Regions from separate parts of the Rattus norvegicus genome. Here region 1 is linked to region 2. The links are chromatin contacts, called in public Hi-C maps. All regions are on one chromosome and are shown on one strand. Each heading gives the region's core, a stretch centred on a gene start, on an enhancer-like site or on the middle of the called end of the contact. The rest is flanking DNA. Distances are from core to core; before and after follow the strand shown. Region 1 holds the start of Cfl2 (cofilin 2). Region 2 has its middle 38 kb from the start of Cfl2.

Evidence for each region. A called contact is a pair of places that touch in the nucleus more often than the background predicts.
Region 1: a contact with region 2 is called in a Hi-C map of Schwann cells, with 2.2 times the contacts expected there. The contact joins the promoter of Cfl2 here to the enhancer-like site in region 2. A contact is called at or near these places in 7 of 12 Hi-C or Micro-C datasets (the A7r5 cell line, Schwann cells, kidney and 3 more).

The regions. Positions count from the first base shown.
Region 1 is chr6:78,093,256-78,097,724 of GRCr8, forward strand. Cfl2 (cofilin 2) reads right to left here and starts at 1,633. Exons shown (of 4, transcript NM_001108982.2): 1 at 1,497-1,633; 2 at 267-574; 3 at 75-151. The coding sequence starts at 1,499.
Region 2 is chr6:78,055,024-78,059,584 of GRCr8, forward strand. No RefSeq gene overlaps it. Among named protein-coding and RNA genes, the nearest start is that of Cfl2, 38 kb to the right of the region's middle. Within about 2 kb of position 1,383, at least 42 of the 93 cell types and tissues checked have an H3K27ac peak or open chromatin away from gene starts, as enhancers often do. A contact at or near this core is called in the A7r5 cell line and Schwann cells, where this site is marked.

The sequences.
Region 1 (4,469 bases), core at 383-2,882, 38 kb after region 2:
AAAAAGCAAAACCCGTTAACCTTACAATCAAGAAAAAGTCACTTTATTCTGTACAAAACAATCAATGTTTATACCTGTAAATTTCTTTTTAATGGCATCTTTAGAGCTAGCATAAATCATCTTGCTTTTTAACGGTGCACTTTCAGGAGCCCTACGGGGGAGAAAATGTTGAATTTCAAAAGAAAAACAAAGGCAAAAACCGACTATGATAATAATAATAATCCTTGCATTTTTAAAAGTACGTTTTTTCTTTTGTTTTTACACACCAGAATATAAATACTAGGTCTTCTTTCTTAGACTCTTTTGTTTCGTATGTGGCATCGTACAAAGCATATCGGCAATCATTCAGAGGTAGCAACTTCACAAAAGATGTGTAGGGGTCCTCTACAGTATCACCAATGTCACCCACCAAGATCTGCTTTGCTTCCTCTACAATTATTTGTCTTTTGTCATCGCTTAAACAGAAGAGAACTGCTTTCTTTCTTTTTTTGATCTCCTCCTGGGTAGAAGATTTTCTTACTTTCATATCATTAAAAACTTTGATGACTTCATCATTCACTGTAACTCCAGATGCCTGAAAACAAACAAAGGATGGGAATTTAGAACAAGGATTTTGATTTTAACCAAAACCGTTGACTACTAACAAGGCTTCAACTTCAGTCTGGCCAGACTATTAAAAACTGCACCAAACAACGTAAGCGGTCCTATTAGATCGGTCACATTTAAATATCAGAAGATACGGCCAAAATGTCTAACTCATACTGCCCATTCATCCTTCTTAAAGGAGTATGGAGAGAAACGCTAACGGGAGGTGGGAAGGGACAAATAGAGTTGAGCCATGCCTGAAATGTTTCCTATTTCACTGGGTGATGTCAGAGCTTCAGGAGCAGCAGCAAAAATACCTTCTGTATTGTGTCAACTCTGCGGGCCTTAAAAAACACTCCAGGATTTCAGTTAACGCTTCTACTATTTTTTTTTTCTTTAAAGCCGTCTTAGCCACTGCTGCTTCCACAGAAGGAAAGAGAATCAAGTGTAAACTCCAACCGCTGCGGCTTACAGCAAAAACGCCCCACCGCCCATTGGCAGCCGCTTTGAAACTAACGGGTCCAGTGAAAAGGCTTCCTACGGCGAGAAAGCGTTTTAAAATAGGTTTCTACCTGCTCAAATCTCCTCAGAGTGGTGTTATGGCGGGCCTCCTAGACCCTCACCCAGAAGCTTCTGGGCACGTACCAACCTTAAAGCGCGCGAGTTAAAAACATTAAGCCGCGCAGGGCTGAGCAGCACGCGGAGCCGTGGCCCAAGGAGCGACCCTCTCGCGCCAGGCCTGCGCCAGGCTCTCCCGCCTCAGGACTCCGAGCGGCCCGCTTGTCGCAGGGCCTCGAGCCCCCGGCCCGCAGCGCGGAAGCGCCCACCGCACAGGCCCAGGCAGGGTAAGATGGCGGCCGCGCGGGGCTCCGCGCCGCGCCCAGCATCCCCCGCCAGCGCGCCCACCTTACCATAGTGCCCGCGGCTGAGGTTGCTGCGGCAGCGGCGGCTACGGCTCCGGCTCGGTGGCACTGGAATGAGAAGAAGGAGGGGCCGGCGGCGGGCAGCAGAGAGTGCAGGGGACGCCGGGAGCTGCAGCCGGGCGGGCGGCGGGCTGGAGGGCCGCAGGGCGGGCGGGGCGGTCACGTGGTCCGGCCCCGCCCCCCGCCGCCGGCCGGTGTCCTCCGCCTGACCCCCGAGCTCCAGAACCGCTAGAAGAACAACGCAGTGGCGGCGGGAGCCCTGATGCTGGACGTAGCGACCATCCGGGTTCGTCGCTCGAGCGGTTCGCGGGCTCCGGGCGCTGCTCCGTGGTTGCGACGAGAGGAAACGGGGTGCGGTGGTAGAGTAGAGCTCCTTGCTTCATTCACCTGTGCTTTTCACTGAAAGGGTCAGCATTGTAACATTTCGGGTTCCTTTTGGAAAGCCCCAACTTTGAATGAATCGCTTAGATCTTTCTCTTCTTTGTGTGTTTGAATGGAGACAGGATCTCATTTGGAGCCTTTGCAGGTCTCTTGATACATGATGTAGCTGCAGATGACCTTGAACTGATCATGCCTCCATCCTGCAGGTGTTGGGATTACAGGCAAGCACCGTCTCCCTGGGTTTAGACCCCTCTTATCACTAAAAGGAGAACAAACACTGTAAATATTACCTCAGTGATTGAAGTACTAAGCAAAGGCAGAATGAGAAGCAGGGGTGTTGGCTTACACCTGTAATCCTGCAAGAAGAGGGAGAAGTCACAAAATGCTCTGGAGATACCTTGGACAGAATTATAACCCAAGTAAGAACAGAAGCTACTAGAGTTACATTTCTTTTCCCCTGTAAATGGGATGTATTGAGATTACTAGAAGAATACCTCTCTCTCTCTCTCTCTCTCTCTCTCTCTCTCTCTCTCTCTCTCTCTCTCTGTGTGTGTGTGTGTGTGTGTGTGTGTGAGAGAGAGAGAGAGAGAGAGAGAGAGAGAGAGAGAGAGAGAGAGAGAATGCTATGGCACACATGAAGAAGGTCAAAAAGACAATTCATGGGAGTCATTTCTCCTCTCTCCTGTGGACCCTGGGAATTAAACTTGAGTCATCAAGCTTGGTAGTACCCTGTACCCATGTCAGGCAGCACACATGTGACTTCAGCTCCAGGGGCTCTGACTCCCTCTTCTAGCTTCCATAAGCACCTGCACATGTGCACACACATAAAAAATAAATATAAAAGAATCCTTTTAGTTTTACTCATGCACATGTGTGTGTGTATCTGTGTGAAGGTCGACTATGTGTGTGCAGGTGGCCAGAAGAGGTATGTTCACCGGAGCTAGAGTTGCAGGCCCTCATGAGCTGCCTGATATGGGTGCTGGGAACCAAACTTGGGTCCTTTCTTAGAGCAGGAAGTGCTCTTAAGTGCTGAGCTATCTCTTCAGACACACACACACACACACACACACACACACACACACACACACACACACACCCCTTTCTCTGTGTATCCCTGGCAGTAGTCTTGGAACTCACTCTGTAGAACAGGCTGTCCTCAGACTTGGAGATCTGCCTGCCTCTGCCTCCCCAGCACAGGGATTAAAGGCGTGCACCACCACCACCCTTTTGTTTATTTATTTTTAAAGCATACACATTTCTTTCATATGTTTTATATAACAGGAGGAGTTGTAATAAAAATGAGGCTCATGACAACACCTGCTTATAGTTTTGTCTTCTTAAGAATGAGTGCTTGCGGGTTGGGGATTTAGCTCAGTGGTAGAGCGCTTGCCTAGCAAGCGCAAGGCCCTGGGTTCAGTCCCCAGCTCTGAAAAAAAAAAAAAAAAAGAATGAGTGCTTGCTGGGGATGGGGGAAGAATTTGGGAGGGGTGACTGGGTTGGGGGCAGGATATAAAGTGAATAAGTAAAAAAAAAATTAAATGAAAATAAAAAAAGAGGAAGAGTGCTTGCTTTTAGGAATTGTATAGTGAAGTCCTATGTAGGACAGCTGGCATCAAATAAGTAAGCCAAGAGTAGAAATTCTTTTCTCATCCACTATTCTAGTAAAGCCTATTGCTGACCCAGTGCAACTTGTCCTTTAAAAAGTTATTACTCTTTTGAGACCGGGTCTCACTACATGTGTAGCACTGACTGGTCTGAATTTGCTATGTAGACCAGGTTAGCCTACAGAGATCTGCCTGCTTCTGCATCCTGAGTTCTGTGATTAAAGGTGTGCTGGCCTATTTTATTAGTTGGTGCCATTACGACTTATGCATCATCTGTTGTCATCTTCCTCTGCCTTCTGCCTCTGCTGTACGGAAGCTTTTAACCTCGCACGATCTATTTGTCAGCCATTGGCATCATTTCCTGAGGTTTTGGAATCCTTTTTAGAGAATCCTTGTCTAGGCTTATATCTTGAAACTTTTTCCTATATTTTTCTCTAGCAGTTTCAAAGTTTGGAGTCTCACATGAAGGTTTTTGATCCATCTTAAATTTGCATGTTCGTATATATATATAGAGAGACCATTTTCCTCTATGTGGAAATCCAGTTTCCTGAGATCATTTGCTTAACAACCTTTTCCCCAAAGTACTTCAAATTCTTTTCATTGAGATTTTATAGACTTTTATTTTACGCACATGAGTTATTTGACTGTATGTATCATATCTGTGCACTGTGGAGGTCAGAGAGGGCACCAGTTCCCTAGAACTGGAGTTACAGATGGTCATGAACTGCCATGCAGGGCCTGGGGATCAAACCCAGGTCTTTTGGAAAAGCAGCCAGTGCTCTTAATTACTGAGCCATCTTTCTAGTTCCTCAATATGTGTGTTTGGCATCTTTATCCAAGTTAGACAACTATAGTTGGGTTTTTTTTTGTTTTTGAACCTAGTGTTCTATTGGTCTGTATGTCTACATGTCTTTGCCGTTTTGTTACTGTGACAGACCAAGTATTTGAGACTAAGTCTTCTAATAACTCCAGAAAC
Region 2 (4,561 bases), core at 133-2,632:
AATCCTAAATGCTCTTTTCTGAACAGAATTCCTGCATACATCTTTTGGTTTCCCGTTCCTTTAGTTAACTCTATACTACTACTTGTGACCTGTCATGCCCTGAGCCTCACGGTGGGAGCACAAGGACCCCTTTACCTTTTATTACAGGGTAGGCATGGGATTATCCTTTTCCCTGCAAACACCCAGAAATAGAACTTCTTTAGAAATAAATCAGTAAGTGCTTCTGATGCATCAAAGTCCACGTGGAGGAGGACAGAAAGCTAATAATCGCTGGAGTCCTCCCAGTGTGACCGCTGGTGTTTTGCACACCTGGTCTCATTGCACAGCTCTGTGATGGTGCCTGCTCACAGCTGGGAGACTAGAGATGCCTGAGGGAGAGCAGCTAGCTAGAGGCAAGGGCAGGGAGGAGCAATCCCAGAGATTACTGGCTCCTGTGTCATGTCCCGGGAACTGACCTGATTCAGACTCACTGCCATGACTTTCCTTAGCGCTCACTAGGGCTGTGTCCACAGCGGGGTTCATGATTAGTGACTCCTGAGTGTCCACAGTGAGGCTCTGACTTTTAGTGACTCCTGACTTTTGATCTTGGAATCTGCCTTCTGTTCAAAAGCTTCCAAAGCCAGCATGGTGGTGGTTGTTTCTTTTAAACTCTTGTAAGAGCAGGGTGATAGGAGAGGGAGTTCGAACAAGGGTGGTGATAGAAGACTGGCTGTGTATATGTCTGTAATTCAAAACTATTTCCTGATTACAATGTATTCATGTGTAACCTTTTTTAGTAAGGAAGGGGAAAAAGAAATTTCTAGACAAATATTTGGAAATGGTGTACAGCTACATTGCAGTATATAGCCTATTTTTAACCATACATGCACACACGAACTATTATATATATTTAAGAAATTATATACTACATATATTTATATATAAAAAAAGAAAGAACATAAAATTGGATGGGGAGGGAGGAGGATAAATAGGGAAAACAGACATCATGGTCAAAATAGATTGTATGACATGTTACCCTCCCCCCCAATAAAAAGTAAAAAGAAGAAAAGAAAAAAGACAATGGTGGCAAAACCCACCCCCAGTCAGCTATCTGTCTTGTATAATTTATTTTGAAAGAATTCATTATTAAATAAGATTTTAAGTAAAAAAGATTGTAATATATATATATATATATATATATATATATATATATATATATATATATGATTAAGGATGCTTTTGAGAGGAAAATGAGGGTCAGTACAGCAGTGTGTGGGTATTTGCTGTTCTTTGTCCCTTGTACCCCACACAGAAGCACAAACAAAAGCTTCTCATTGTTGCCTCTAACCAGCTGATGACTAAGTCATCCTGAGTGGCTGAAACCCCATTCCCAGTCACTTGACGCCAAGTAGGGAATGTGCAGCTGTTCAAATCTCCACCCTGCCCCCACTGGAAGCCCGGCCCCGGAGGAGCAAGCAGGAGGGCTCAATTCTTCTTTATAGGAAACTGTTTCCGTGAACAGCTGTCCGGTTAACCTAAGGGTGAAACACACTTCTCCCTTTTCCGTAACTGTAGCAAGACTGTTTTCATAATTAATTGGAGGCAAAATGTAGTGCTGGGGGTTGGTTTCTTAGCAGTGATCATCTCCCCATGATGAGTCACTCTCTAAGAAGATCTCATGGCAGAGAACACAGCAGTGGCCGCTCACACTCTTCTCATACCCATTCTGCCTCAAAGCTAAACTACAGCCCCCACGCCCGGAAGGGTCCCGCTTTTGCTGTTTCTTGTTTCGTTTTGGGATAGGAGCTGTGTAGCTCAGGCTGAACTTGAACTGGTGACGTAACCAAAGGATAACTTTAAACTCCGCACTTGCGCCACCACCGTTGGTTTCCCTCCCTGCTTTTCAATCTGATGAACGCTGATAAGCTGAATGGATGTGCTGTGGTCATTTGTGAGTGTTATATTCACTGACTTAACATCAACAGGTTTTATTATGTTCAAATGTGTTCATGTGTGTGCATGTGTCATGGCACATGTGTGGAAGTCAGAGGACAGCTTGTGTAAATAAGTCCTCCCCTTTACCGTATGGGTTCCAGGGGTCAAACTCAGGTCATGAGGCTCGGAGGCAAGCGAGCACTGGCTGAACTGACCAGCTAGCCCAACGTTTTTATCTCAACTTTTTTTTTTCTTTTCTTTTTTTCGGAGCTGGGGACCGAACCCAGGTCCTTGTGCTTGCTAGGCAAGCGCTCTACCACTGAGCTAAATCCCCAACCCTCAACTTAAGATTCTTTGGTAACGATGGTAACTATGGTTTTTTTGGGGTGGGGGATTTCAATTCGTTGCCTTGGGCCATCTCAACACACACACACACACACACACACACACACACACACACACACAAATATATACATATACATATGTTGTTTGTACATAAGTATATATGCATATGGGGCTCCGGTCAAAAATAAAGTGTTTTTCTCAATAGCGCTCAATCTCATTTTTAAAAAACATTGTGTGTGTGTGTGTGTGTGTGTGTGTGTGTGTGTGTGTGTATGTGTGTGTGTGTGTGTGTGTGTGTACCACAGTGCACAGAGTGGAGGGGCAGAAAACCACTTCTGAGAAAGAATCTGGTTTCTTCCCACCAAGTGGGTCCGGTGGCACAGGTCTTACTGGCCCCTCTACTCTGTTTTTGAGTAGAATCTCTCACTTATTCAGCCGGAGTGGCTGGCCAGTGAGCCTCCATCCTCCTGCTGTCCTAGAATACTATTTCTGTGCCATCCCAGTGAGAAATCACTTTTCACACTTGGAGATTAATAGAGGGAAAGGGCCTTATAGTATTATAGTATAGTGTGCATGCGGCTCTGGCTATGGTCACAGAGGAACCAGCTACATACGAGTTCGCTTCATGCATTCCACAAACACTGTCATCCTAAAGTTTCCTTCGAATCCTGGCTCCAGGTCACACTTTGAACAATTTAAACAGAGAGAGGAAACTGCTAGTCTGGCTGTTTAGGCAGATGGGAGGCTCACACCGCACAGGTATTACATGTTGCTTGAAAGATTTTTTTTTTTTTTTTTTTTTTTTTGGTTCTTTTTTTCGGAGCTGGGGACGGAACCCAGGGCCTTGCGCTTCCTAGGTAAGTGCTCTACCACTGAGCTAAATCCCCAGCCCCTGCTTGAAAGATTTTAAGTACACAGTGTTGTTCTGTTTTGAACGGTTGTTCCATGGGGTCATCTTGCCCATGTGGCAGAATTATGCTTCTCTCTCTTTTTCCAATTTTATAAATTATTTCATTTTTTTATATGCATGGGTGTTTTGCTTGCATGTATGTCTCTGCACCAGTGTATGCCTGTGTCCGGGGAGGTCAGAACAGGGCATCTGATTCCCCTGAAACTGGGGTTACAGGAGGTTGTGAGCCACCCACCAGCACAGGAGGGTGCTAGGAACTGAACCCAGGACTCTGGAAGAGCAGTTAGTGCTCCTAACTGCTGAGCCATCTCTCCGGTCCTGGAAGTTGCTTTTCTTCAGGAGAGAATTGGAAGGGGTTGTAAGGCAGGGTTTGTCCTGTCCGGGAATAGAGCTGGTCAGTACTTGTGAACGAATATTTATATCCTGAATGTCCTTGTCTCTGACAGGCCGGGTCAACATAGTACTAAGCTTTGGGGTGTTTTGGAGGCAGGACTCCCTTAGCTAAATTCTACTCGTGTGATGTAATGTCTCCCCAGCGAATCTATTAGTAAGTCATTTGTTGTTGTTGTTTTAGTTTTTTTAGAACAGGGTTTTTCTGTGTAGTTCTGGCTGTCCTGGAATTCACTTTGTAGATCAGATTGGCCTCTAATTCTCAGAAATACACATGTTGCTGCCTCACAAGTGCTAGGAGTAAACACATGTGCCACTCCGCCTGGTGTCAAACATTTTTTGATTGCCTTTTAAAAAAGTATTATTTTAAATTATGCAGGGAGGTGGACACATGTGACACTATGGGGGCCAGAAGACGGGGTCCGATCTCTGAAGCTAGGGTTACAGGCAGTTACAGGCTGTCGGATATGGGTGCTAAGGACGGAACCCTGGTCCTCTGCAAGGGCAGTGTATGTTCTTAATCACTGCAGCCCCTAGTTTTTAAAATGGTTCAGAATTTTATTCTACACAGCAAGCTTCCTGCAAGTGTCCGTGTTGCTTTTGGAGTTGGCTAATTTAGTGGTTTCCTGTTGTCAAGGGCATAGATTCTTTTCACTTGTTCCCTGACTATCCTGACGGCATTGGTCTTACTCTCAGCTTGACTCTTTGTGGGCCCCTTCTCTTCCTGATGATTATTCTTGAATTCCTGCCCCTGGATCCCAGCTCCAGTGCCTGCTCAGGTCTTCCTCAAAGGAATCTTGCCCTAGGAGTGTTGAGGGCTGGGGCTTGGCACCTCACCTGATCTCTGTTCTACACCCCCAGGTTATCTGATAGGACTCCAGCCCCAGCCCTAGCTTTTCTAGCTTCATCTTAAGAATTAATCCAGGGGTTGGGGATTTAGCTCAGTGGTAGGGCGCTTGCCTAGCAAGCGCAAGGCCCTGGGTTCGGTCCCCAGCTCCGAAA